3 separate regions of the Oryctolagus cuniculus genome follow, and all the other regions are linked to region 1. Evidence: chromatin contacts called from public Hi-C and Micro-C data. All regions are on one chromosome and are shown on one strand. The core of a region is the stretch at or near the end of the contact, and the rest is flanking DNA. Distances in the headings are between cores, read along the strand shown.

Region 1 (3,681 bases), core at 540-3,039:
GGTATCCCTGTGTGCCCATGGGAAGCTCAGTCTTCTAAGCAAAACTCACCACTGTGTCATTTCTTCAATTAAGCGACCAGGCCCTTTGTACCTTAACTGTACTCACCACCACCACCACACACGCGCGTGCACACACACACAAACCCAGAACTTACACTCACTGAAGGTGGCAAAAAGGAAATAAAGGAGACTAGGCATTCTCTGCGTGCACAAACCTTGGTGATGATACCTCGGGAGGTTTTCTGCCACCACGGAGTCAAGGCTCACCTCCAGACTCCACTTTCGGGTGCTCTATTCTCCCAGCTTCTCACCCACCCACCTCTACTTCCAGGAGGATGAAGAAGAGGAGAAACAGAGAGAGAAACGGGTGAAATATCATGTGTGCAGCAGCAGCAGCAGCAGCCGAAGGGGCATCCAGTGCTCTGGGCTACGTGCATGTGTTCAGCACAAGGAGGCAACCCTTCTCCATTGCTTTCAGGCCCCTATGGAGACCCCCAGAGTAGCCGCTGGGGCGCGCGAGGTGAGGGAGGCGGTGTGAGCGTGCACTTACGTCGGTGGCCTTTTTCTCTGCCAGCTCCAGCTTCTCCTGGGCATCTTTGAGAGCCTCAGAGTATTTGTCCAGTTCATCTTCAGTGCCCTTGAGTTTCTTTTGTAGCGACACCAGCTCATCTTCCAGCTGGGAGTTGGCCGCGGGGTATGGGGAGGGGGTGGTGGTGCAGCAGGCAGCGTGATCCCGCAGGGGCGGGGTGTGGGTGCACAGAACCAGGACAGGGACAGCGGGAACGCGAGAGGGAAGGACAGGGAGGGAGAGAGAGAGAGAGAGAAGAGAGACAGTTAGCCAGTCGTGCTGGGCGCCTTGCCGCGCGCCCCGGTACCTTGGCGGCGGCTTCGTCGGCGGCCAGGAGGCTGTCCTCCGCCTTGTGCAGCTCCTCCAGCACCCGGTCCCGCTCGTCCTCCGACGCCCGCAGCAGCTTCTCCTTGGCCGAGATGTCCTCCTCCAGCTAGGGGTGGGGGGCGGCGGCGGGCGCGGGCGGGCGGCCGGCACGGACCGGGTGTTAGACACACACAACACAGGGGCACGCGTTGGCTGGGGGCCCCTCCAGCTAGGGGCGCCGCGGAGCTGGGGTTCCAGGGGGCCCAGCTGAAGCCAATGCGGAGCAGAGCCCGCGCCTCCCCTCCCCATTTCCCAGGACGGGGCTTCAGCCACGGTCTCAGCCTTGTCAGGTCCACAACCCCCGGGGAGCAAAGCAGCGCCCCGGTGTGCCCTTGGGTGCTTTCTGACGCTTAGGAAACAATTCCAGGACTCCCTTCTTCCGCCCCAGAGTCCCCGCCTGAGTTTGAGGCTTGGTTCTCCGCGGTCGGAAGGTCAAAGACCTCGACGCCCCCCACCCACCGCCCGCCTAGAGTGACACCCGGTCCTGGGACTCAAGTGCCTTCAGGACTCGAACAGACTTCGTGGGCTGTGGGAACGTGAGCAGGGACCTCGGTGTCCCCGGACGGGACGGAAAAGTGAGAATAAGACCCAGGCTGGTGCGTGCCCTTCCCCTCCCAGGCGCGCGCCCCGGCCGCCTCGGCTGGGGGCCGGGATCGCCGGGCCGACGGAGCGCGGGCGCTGGGCGGCCGCAGGGCCGGGGAGGTGCAGACCTGCTTGCTCCTGTCTTCCGCCGCCTTCTTATCGGCCTCGGCCTGCTCCGCTCGATCCAAGGCATTCTCCTTGTCGAGCTTCAGCATCTGCATCTTCTTCTTGATGGCGTCCATGGTGGCGGCGGCGAGGGGCCCTGAGGCTGCGGCGGGAGCGGAGGGAAGAGGCGAGCGCGCTGGGGCTGCCGAGCCGGAGTGCGAGCGCGAAGCCGCCTGCTGCTCCCAGATATGTACTTTCCCAAGGGGGCGACCGCATTCCTCAAGACAGCCAATACTTTTTTGGAAAAGCTTTTTCCTCCTGCCCCCTTCCCCCTCCTCCCTCCGCCCGGGCCCCCTCCCCGCTCCTCCCGCGGGGGCCGCTCGCCCATTCGCTGCCGCCCGCCGGCCTCCGGGTTGACGGTGGATATGACTATATATGGGGACCCGAGCCGGCGAGGCGGCGGCCGGGCGAGGCCGCCCTGTTTCCAAACCTGAGCGCCGGGGAGCAGGCGCTGAGGCCTCGCCGGGGCAGAGAGGCGAACCCCTGCCCGCTGCGCCCCTCCTTCCAGAGCCCGCGCCCTGCGCTCCCGGAACCGGGACAGGTGGCGGGTGCGCGTCGAACTCTTGGGGTCGCCGGACCCCAGCACGCTCGGCGGGACACCGGGGGTTCCCTGGCAGCCTGCGCCCACCCCCCACACCCCTCCACTCTCGGCTCTTAAGTTCTAGGCGCTCTTCAGTGCCTTCGGGCTGCCAGGTGTCATCCAGAGCACGCAGGTCTTGAGAAAGTCCAGCGGAGCGGAGGAAGGGAGAGCTGGGAGGAGGGTCCAGGGGTCTCTCCTGGGACTCTGCTGGTGCGGTCAGAAAGGCAGAGTGCAGCCCAAGGATGGCACAGGACCTCTGTCTTTTGTGAGCTCTTCCCCCAAGAAGAACAATCAAGCACTTTAGGGACACAGGAGTTTGTTGGCTTAGTTTTTCTCTCTCTCTCTCTGCATGTGTGTGTGTGTGTGTGGGGGGGTGTTTTAAGGAGGGTGGGTGCCTGGGAGCTTAGGGGGAGAGAACGTTGAGTTAAAACTTGGGCCATGGGAGCTTAAGGGGAGAGAACATTGAGCTTAAACTTGGGCCATTTGGTCTTTGGTCTCTACTGTGTCACCAGCAGGTGTGTGATCTTCATAAGTAACTCCGCCCCTGCTGCAGTTTCTTCATCTTTCAATTCAGGGGGAAGCGGACCCCTGAGGTCCCTCCAGACCTAACTGTTTGTAAATCAGTGTTTTGCACTGATTGTAGAAAGCCTGCCTCTTTCCTGGCAAGGCAAGGCGCTCCGATGCTGGGTGGCCAAAAACGTGGGCTAAATATCATCCTGGCTAAGCCACTGTGTCCGCAGCTGTACTCTGGGGAGGGAAGAGGCCCAGCTCTGCGCTGGGAGCCTGCCTGGAGGCAGGAGGGCTTCCCTACACCTCTTAATTTTAACTCCACTCCTCCAGTCCCCAAGAAGTGGGGGAGGGAGGGGAACCTGCTCTTTTTCAGAGCTTCAGTGGGAGGGGAGGAGCCACCCCAGCTCAGCCTGAGTGAGCCCAGCAGAGGCAGGGGTGGTGAGGGTTTTGTTAACAGTCCCCCTGGAGTAATTCACAGCCTGTACTGCATGGACACTGAGTATTCCCGGGACAGCACGTCTGAGCAGATCGCACAGGCCAAACAACTTGTAAGTCCTGCAGAGCATGATCAGGTCCCCCTCGGGGATTTTATCTGTTTTTTTCCACTGCCCAGAAAGGACGAAATGTTCAGGACAGGAGATCTGTGTGCGAAGGGGCTGTATGGCACAGACATTCATCAGAGAGCTCCTGCGTGCCGTGTGAACACCCAGCTGCCCGAACACTGACAAAGTGCTGGGCCTGTGGACAACACACAGACAATATGTGGATTACATGGAGCTGCGCTCCAGGCCCGGGGCTCAACGGAGGGGCAGGAAGAGGGAGTCAGGAGTTAGATCCTGAGCTCAAACCTTTTATTTATTTATTTGTTTATTTATTTATTATTTGACAGAGTTAGACAGTGAGAGAGACA
Region 2 (3,681 bases), core at 827-3,326, 360 kb before region 1:
GGGGTCCAAGGACTTGGGCCATCTTCCACTGCTTTCCCAGGCCATAGCAGAGAGCTGGATCAGAGGTGGAGCAGCCGGGTCTCGAACCGGCACCCATATAGGATGCTGGCACTGCAGGCCAGGGCGTTAACCCGCTGCGCCCCAGTACCGGCCCCTGCCTCTTTCAACTCTTAAAACATTTAATTAGGCCGGCGCCGCGGCTCACTAGGTTAATCCTCCGCCTTGTGGCGCCGGCACACCGGGTTCTAGTCCCGGTCAGGGCGCCAGATTCTGTCCCAGTTGCCCCTCTTCCAGGCCAGCCCTCTGCTGTGGCCAGGGAGTGCAGTGGAGGATGGCCCAGGTGCTTGGGCCCTGCACCCCATGGGAGACCAGGAAAAGCACCTGGCTCCTGGCTCCTGCCATCGGATCGGCGTGGTGCGCCGGCCGCAGCGCGCCGGCCGCGGCGGCCATTGGAGGGTGAACCAACGACAAAGGAAGACCTTTCTCTCTGTCTTTCTCTCTCACTGTCCACTCTGCCTGTCCAAAAAAAAAAAAAAAAAAACATTTAATTCATATGATTGTCTCAGTTTGTAACGTACTTGCTGTTTAAAACACACACACACACACACACACACACACACACAAAAGAAAAACCTGAGCAATGCAGAAGAGGGATGAGTAAGCGTGTGCCCTTGCTTCCTGGTGAACCTCATCTTAGTTCCTTGCCCCTCGGACCCCTGCCTGGGCCCCCAGGACAGCGCTGACTGCATGAATCTGGAGCCCCGCAGCCCCACTGGGCCTGCAGGCTGAAGGATGCGCAGTGCCCGCCCCAGCCCGTCCGTGCAACAGCGCTTTCTGCTCCGCTCTCAGCCATGGCTTTGGTCCTTTTTCTCCCCTCAAGGAGCTCTAGGGCCAGAAGCAGCTCTTCCTCCTCCTCCTCTTCTGCTTCTTGTAAATAAGTTTTTCCTAAACATCTCTTGGGGAGAGAGTTCAGTGGGCCACGTGCTGCCTCCAGTCTCACCCCAGTCGTGTCTGCCAGGCATCAGATCCTGGAATCTTCCCAAGATCACCACGCGGCTCATTCTGGTGCAGGACCATGGTTTTCTTACTCCCCTTGGGTTTGGACATCTCAGATCAGCACTGTTTTCCCGTGGCTTTGCTCTGCCCACCTCCACAATTCTTCCCCACTTCCCTCTGCAGGCAGCTCGCTTTGCAAGACTCCTGTTGGTGGGGTTTCTCTCCTTCACTGTGTGCCGTGATTTCTTAGCAGGGCCTGTGCTAACTTGCTTCTTTTCTTTGGGGAGTAAAATGAACCCAGGGAGCCTTATCACAGGTCTGCTGCCTCCACTGGGAATAAACAATTCTCTCCTTATCAGCATCCATAAACTCGGTAATTATGGACTGCACTGTCCTTCTTAACCGACTCCAGAGGGGTTTACACATTTTTCCTGGGACTTGGTTGAACAGTCCCTATCATCAAAAGGGAGTGACCGCGGTACTTCCCCTTCCGCGTTCTCCCAGTCTAGAGAATTCACGGAGAGACATAGTCCAAGTTTCTGGGGTTCCAATTTTCTGATTCTTTTAAGAGTTCTAATTGCGTCTTGCCATGATTCTACCACCCTCAAAGTCATGGGGAGTGCACAAAACAGAATGGCGTAATACCAAAGGCAAGTTCTGAGTATCAGTCTCAGAACACAGAGATGTACCCATAAGTAACATTCAGCCCAAACTCTGACTCCCAGTGGGGAGGACATAAGGAAGTAGTGCCTGGGTCAGATTTCCTGACCATCGCAGAGGCTCCCCACACAGCCAGGCTCTCCTGGGGGACATCTCCAGTGGCTGGCTGAGTTGCCCCAGGCAATGAAACCACAAAGCCTTGGCTGCCCACCTGCCTCACCAGCCACCAGCTATCCCTGAGCCTTCTCGCAGAGTCTGAGATGAACCTGAGTCCTCCCAGGGCTGGCCTCTGGCCAAAGAGGCAGCTCAGCTCAGCTCAGCTCAGTTGCCTGTTGGGAAGCTCACTGGCCTTGCCCTGTCCATGCCACCTGGCTCCCAGCCCATGGAGCTCTTTGTCAGGCACTGGAGCGTAAGCAAGGAGGCTGAGCTCAGCATGTCGACTCCAGCCAAAGAGGAGCACAAGAACCGCCCCCACCTCCACCCACTCCCACCCCACAAATGTCTGTCCCTGTGCCAGTGGAGCTGAACACAGACGGAAATGTGAGCAAACGGGGGTGCTGTTGACTTTTCTTTGAAAGCACATGAAAGAGGCGGGCTGCTCATCCATTCCTGCAACTGCAGAGAGCCGGCGTGTCCAAGCAAGGGGATAGCACTAGCCTGTTCCAGGAGCGCGAGGCCTCTGAGCTCACAAGCGCCTCCCAGCTCCAGAATCCCAGTGAGCAGGCATCTCACATGGGAACGTGCTTTCTGAATCTACTTGTTTAGAAGGAAGATACTTGTGATGACCAAAGCTACATTCCCGGAGAGACCGGCGTGTAGGATTAGAGGGGATAGGACATCTGGAAAATCTCACTCATTTTCCTTTGAAAGTTCTCGGAAGTTGTTGGGGTTGCCCAAATCAGAGTTGCAACTATGGGGTAAAATAGTCCCCGTTCAGTCAGTTAAGGGCTTCCTACAGGAGAGAGCATTTGTGTAGTGCTTATGATAGGCCACTGTGCCAGGTTCTTCAGGTGCCTGGCTTATCTTATTTATTTATTTTCATTTCGTTTGAAAGGCAGGGAGAGAGGGTACGAGAGAGAAACCTTGCATCCATTGGCTCACTCCCCAAATGCCTGCGACAGTCAGGACTGGGCCAGACCAAAGCCAGGAGTCAGGAACTCAATGTGGATCTGAGACATGAGTGGCAGGGACGCACGTACTTGAGCCACCACCTACTGCCTCCCAGGGTGTGCATCAGCAGGAAGCTGGATCAGAAGTGGAGAAGCCAGGACTCAAACCAGGCGCTCTGCTAAGGGATCCAGGCACCACAAGCGAGTCTTAACTGCTGTAGGCAAAGGAGGAAACTGACATTTGGAGAGTGTGAGTGACTTGCCTGAGGTCATAGAGTAATGAGTAATGGAGCAGAGCTTCCAAAACTCTCTTCCTTTACCATTCTGCCTGCCTGATTCTGGGTGGAAGTTTTCAGAATTGAATTAGGACTCTTGACCTTGGGTTGGCACTTGTGAGCTTGGTCTGGGACTGTGCTGTGGCTTAGAGGACAGGGGAGAGAGTGGACAGTCCTTCAAACTGAGAATGAGAGGAACAGCATCGGGGTGGGCATTTGGTGTGGCAGTGAAGACACCCCTTGGCCGCAGAACATGGCCCAAGCGCTGGGGCCCCTGCGCCCACGTGGGAGACCCGGAAGAAGCTTCTGGCTCCTGTATACAGCCTGGCCCAGCCCTGGCTGTTACAGCCAACTGGAAAGTGAACCAGCAGATGGAAGATATCTTTCTCCCTCTGTGTGTCTGTCCTCTTTCTGTAACTTCTTACTTTCGAATAAATAAATACGTCTTTTTAAAATGCCACTTGGGATGCCTGCATCCCATATCCAAAAATCTGGCTCAAGTTCTGGCTCCTCCACTTCGGATTCAGCTCCCTGATAATGTGGTTGAGAGGCAGCAGGTGATGGCTCAAGTACTTGGGTCCCTGCCACCCATATGGGAGACCTGGATGGAGTTCCAGGCTCCTGGCTTTGACCTGGTCCAG
Region 3 (3,681 bases), core at 444-2,943, 260 kb after region 1:
GCTGGGGCTAACAATGCTCTCCCCTACTGCATTTAAGGGAGAAAGATCCTTTTATTTCCTAAGACACAAAGGACTTTTGAAAATCCATTTACTAGAAAATCCTCATGAGCCACAAAGTTGAGTCTCTGCTTTTTTGGGCATCTTGTACACTGTACACCAGGCAGGGCTGTCTCCTTGACCCGCCCCACGGAGAATGCAACATGAGCAGCTCTGCAAAGAGGCTGGGGCTGGTGCAGCAATAAAGCTGCTGCCAACAGGGAACAGGCACTGGAATCCAGCCCACACGGCAGCACTGCCACTTACGTGTATCTGCCGGGCTGCACATGTTTGCTGGTTTATAAACAAGGTTGAGCTGAAGCAGGAGGATGCCCCATTAAAGTTTCAGATTCAGCCTGCCTCTTGATGCCTTCCAGATGCATCCAGGTTAACCCTAAGTACTCAAGGGTCAGAGTTCATCTAAGAGCAAGAGCTCTAAGGATCATCGATCCCTCCGTGATGAAGTGCTGCCAGTCAAGGAGGGAGAAGTGGTGGGAGAAACATTCGCAGGATTTATAAAACAAAGACGACCTTACAGTTCAAGTTCCTGCAAGGGAACCCACGCTAACCACTGCAGTTGTGTGGTCTTGGACAAATGAAGCTCCTGGAGCCTCAGTTTGCTTATGTGTGGAAGGGGGACTAATGATTCTTATCTCACACGCTGCGGTGGCCAGGGAGAATGCAACAGAACCCACACAGCTTCTGACCCGTGGCTGCAACTTGAGAAGCAGCTCTACCACTGCTTTCCAGGGGCACAAAGACAACCCAGGGCACATTCACGAAGGAGGGCAACTGAAGCAACACGGTCTACGTGCAAATGCAAAGGACACTCTGTTCTACCAGAGGAACGTCTTAGAAAGGGAATGCATTTGTAAGACTATTCAAACAGATAAGGGCTTAAAAAATGCTAAGCTTCTCAAAGCAACGTTAAATGTTTCAGCAAACATGACCCAACTTCCCGAGACCACAGGGTGATCCAGCCTTCTACCAGTGTTGATTATAAAGGAATGTGGCTCCAAGACATTCAACTTGGGGTTTAAATTGGCAACTTTCATGAAGCCTTACTTGAGCCTCAAAAACCCCCTCAATTCCCTGCCTGCCCAAATGAAAGTAAAATGGAGAAAACCCGATGGCTGGCTTTGTGCCTTGAGGGAAATGAAGAGTGCCGCCTTTATGAAGCTTTGGATCTGATTTCACTCGGAGGGGGTCTAAGAAATAATGATCATCTTTCCTTACTGCCGAAAACTAAGCAAAACATCCAGATTCTTCTCAGTACTTAAAAGCAATTACCTCTGAAGCCAGGGCAAATATCATTTGCCTGGGATGGCTTTGGAAGTTAAAAGGGCAGTAATAAAACGTAGCTGACAAACTTAGCAAACACAGAAGGAAACACGAAAGGTGTGTTTGAGAGGGTCTTCTGAAAGCTGGTGGAAAATGCATATTATAAAAAAAACTGCAGGGATTTTGAGTTTTTTTTTTAATCCAAATCAACTTCTCTTTTGATTCTGTCTTTTCCCCACAGACGGTGTGAGGTGCCCTTGTACGACAGGCTGTCAGTCTCCCAGCTCCAGGAAGAGGCACTTGGAGTGGAAAGTTTTAGACAAGTCCAGAGCAGGCACCCAGCTCATCTGAGTAAAGGGCGGTGTGGCTGCCACAGGCGCTCAACTAACGTGCCTGCGAGCTTTGAAGACAACCAGTATGGCAAGTGGTTACGGCGGCTGGTCCTGAGACAAAGCTCCGGTTACCCAATCTTCTCCCCAGGATTGAGATCGAAGGGCTGTAGCTCCTACAATCTCAATTTCTTTTTTTCTTGTCCTCTTCAGTAACTGCACAGCTGCCAGAGGGCTGTCACTTTAATGTAGAGCGATCTTAACAAAGGTTCGAGCTTGCTATGGAAAAATGAGCAGATAAAGCTCCTGCTTGATGTTCGAGGGCACAGCTATGGCTTTTCCTGTAATTGTCACATTCTGGAAAAGACCAGAGTGCTGACTCCACACAGCAGACTGCGCGGCTGCCACGAAAGAGACCAGTTTCTTATTTGCCCTGGATATAAGTGTTTACACATGCTGTGATGTGGGATCCTTGTGGGTACACAAATAATCCCACAATCTTGGAGTCAGAAACAACACTACATTGCTTTAGGGATCTCCTAACCTTCTCAGTTTTCCTCCCAAATATCTGTCTGGCAAATGCACACAAAGAATTCTCCTTTGCAAACCGCTGGTAATTTTATATTCTCTCTTCCCCCTGTTGCTCCAGGTCACACTGCTTGTGTGTCAGGAATGTAAACTACATCTCAAGATGCAAGGGCAAAAAGGGAAAACCTTAATGAAAACCTCAGCTGCTCCCTGCGCAGGGCCAGCAACTCAAGCAACCAGCTGGGGCACTTTTTGCTGTGCATTTTTCTTTCTTGGCTGCTCTGCAATATTTTATATTTTTGCTTTGATGATCTGTGTTGCAGTAAGAAAATCTGCTTGTTTCATACATGGGCTGGGTAACTCCTAAGAATTCAGACATGGAAAGGGTCTTAGAAGGGAGATGGGGTCAGGGGTGCATTCCATTTTGCAAGGTTTCTGGGGACAAAGATCCAAACCTTGCTGTAATCACCATCTCTTTCTGCTTTTAATTCCCCTTCTCAAAGCCAGTCCTTTCCTGCATTGTTCCAACTCAACTTAACTGTAACAAAAGTCCCCTTACTCTTATTTATGAAATACAAAAATTACACATTAATCAAATGAATCACATGTCTAGGTAAATTATAGACTAGAACCACAGTCTAGTCTTACTAAAAAACAGGGAGTCTTTTTTTTTTTTTTTTAATTTGATGGGCTTGTGTCAAGAATCAAGTCTTGATGTCGGTCTCTGATAAGCTTCTTTCTTGGTAGTGACTTCACGTGCTCATTACAAACAGAATTATTCATGCTGCAGCCTAAATAATCATCCTGAAATCTCACAATGCAGGCGCTGTTAGGAGCTGAGTCATCCCATGCTAGCTATGTAGGGATGCAAGCACGTGTGATGCTTCTAGGCACATGCACGGTCACGCAACACGTTAGAAAGTCACTTTGCTTTGACTCTTCATTTCTGTAGCCCCCTCCTTGGGAGTCTTTGTTAAGACATGCTCAGACCTGACTCCAGGGAGAAACGGCAGCCCAGAGGAACTTGGGGACCATGACTATCGTGGCAAGCAGATGAGCAGCCCAGTCCTGACCTGTCGCGTCAACAACCTGGCTTACTGAGGAATGTCTTGCACATTCTGTGCTCAATAAACAGCTTGCTGGATCCCATGGCATGGCCACCTTTGTCTCCCCAGGGAGCCTGCCACCCACTCCACTGCATTCTCTATTTCAGATGGACCTTGTGTTCTTAAAGGAGCCATGGGTTCTTTGGGCCCCAGTCTCCTCCATGTCACTGGTGCCAGCAGGCTCCCTGGAGCTCTGCCCACCCTGGGCACCATCCAGTGACCCTCTCGGTTCTCAGAGATGCCAGAGATGGGTGCTTTCAGAAAGTGGCCTTGTGGGCCTAATGTTTGCCACTGTGAGACTGGTAGGGGAGCAGGCAATCTGAGGCCAAGCCTACACCAGGAGGTGAGGTAGAGGAAGGGACCCATGCCAGCTCTAGGAAAGCCCAAGGATAATCAGGCAA

The links. Hi-C and Micro-C count contacts between places; a contact is called where the count stands out from the background.
Region 2: a Hi-C map of an unstated tissue shows a contact between it and region 1, with 1.8 times the contacts expected there. The contact joins the enhancer-like site here to the promoter of TPM1 in region 1. A contact is called at or near these places in 2 of 6 Hi-C or Micro-C datasets (ear pinna and an unstated tissue).
Region 3: a Micro-C map of ear pinna shows a contact between it and region 1, with 5 times the contacts expected there. The contact joins the enhancer-like site here to the promoter of TPM1 in region 1. A contact is called at or near these places in 2 of 6 Hi-C or Micro-C datasets (ear pinna and an unstated tissue).

Annotation. Positions count from the first base shown.
Region 1 is chr12:86,060,868-86,064,548 of mOryCun1.1, reverse strand. It overlaps TPM1 (tropomyosin 1), which reads right to left and starts at 1,789. Exons shown (of 10, transcript NM_001105688.1): 1 at 1,645-1,789; 2 at 551-676. The coding sequence starts at 1,758.
Region 2 is chr12:86,419,661-86,423,341 of mOryCun1.1, reverse strand. No RefSeq gene overlaps it. Among named protein-coding and RNA genes, the nearest start is that of CA12, 7.2 kb to the right of the region's middle. Within about 2 kb of position 2,076, at least 1 of the 8 cell types and tissues checked has an H3K27ac peak or open chromatin away from gene starts, as enhancers often do.
Region 3 is chr12:85,803,558-85,807,238 of mOryCun1.1, reverse strand. The region is part of intron 44 of TLN2 (talin 2); the gene reads right to left. Among named protein-coding and RNA genes, the nearest start is that of MIR190A, 36 kb to the left of the region's middle. Within about 2 kb of position 1,693, at least 1 of the 8 cell types and tissues checked has an H3K27ac peak or open chromatin away from gene starts, as enhancers often do. A contact at or near this core is called in ear pinna, where this site is marked.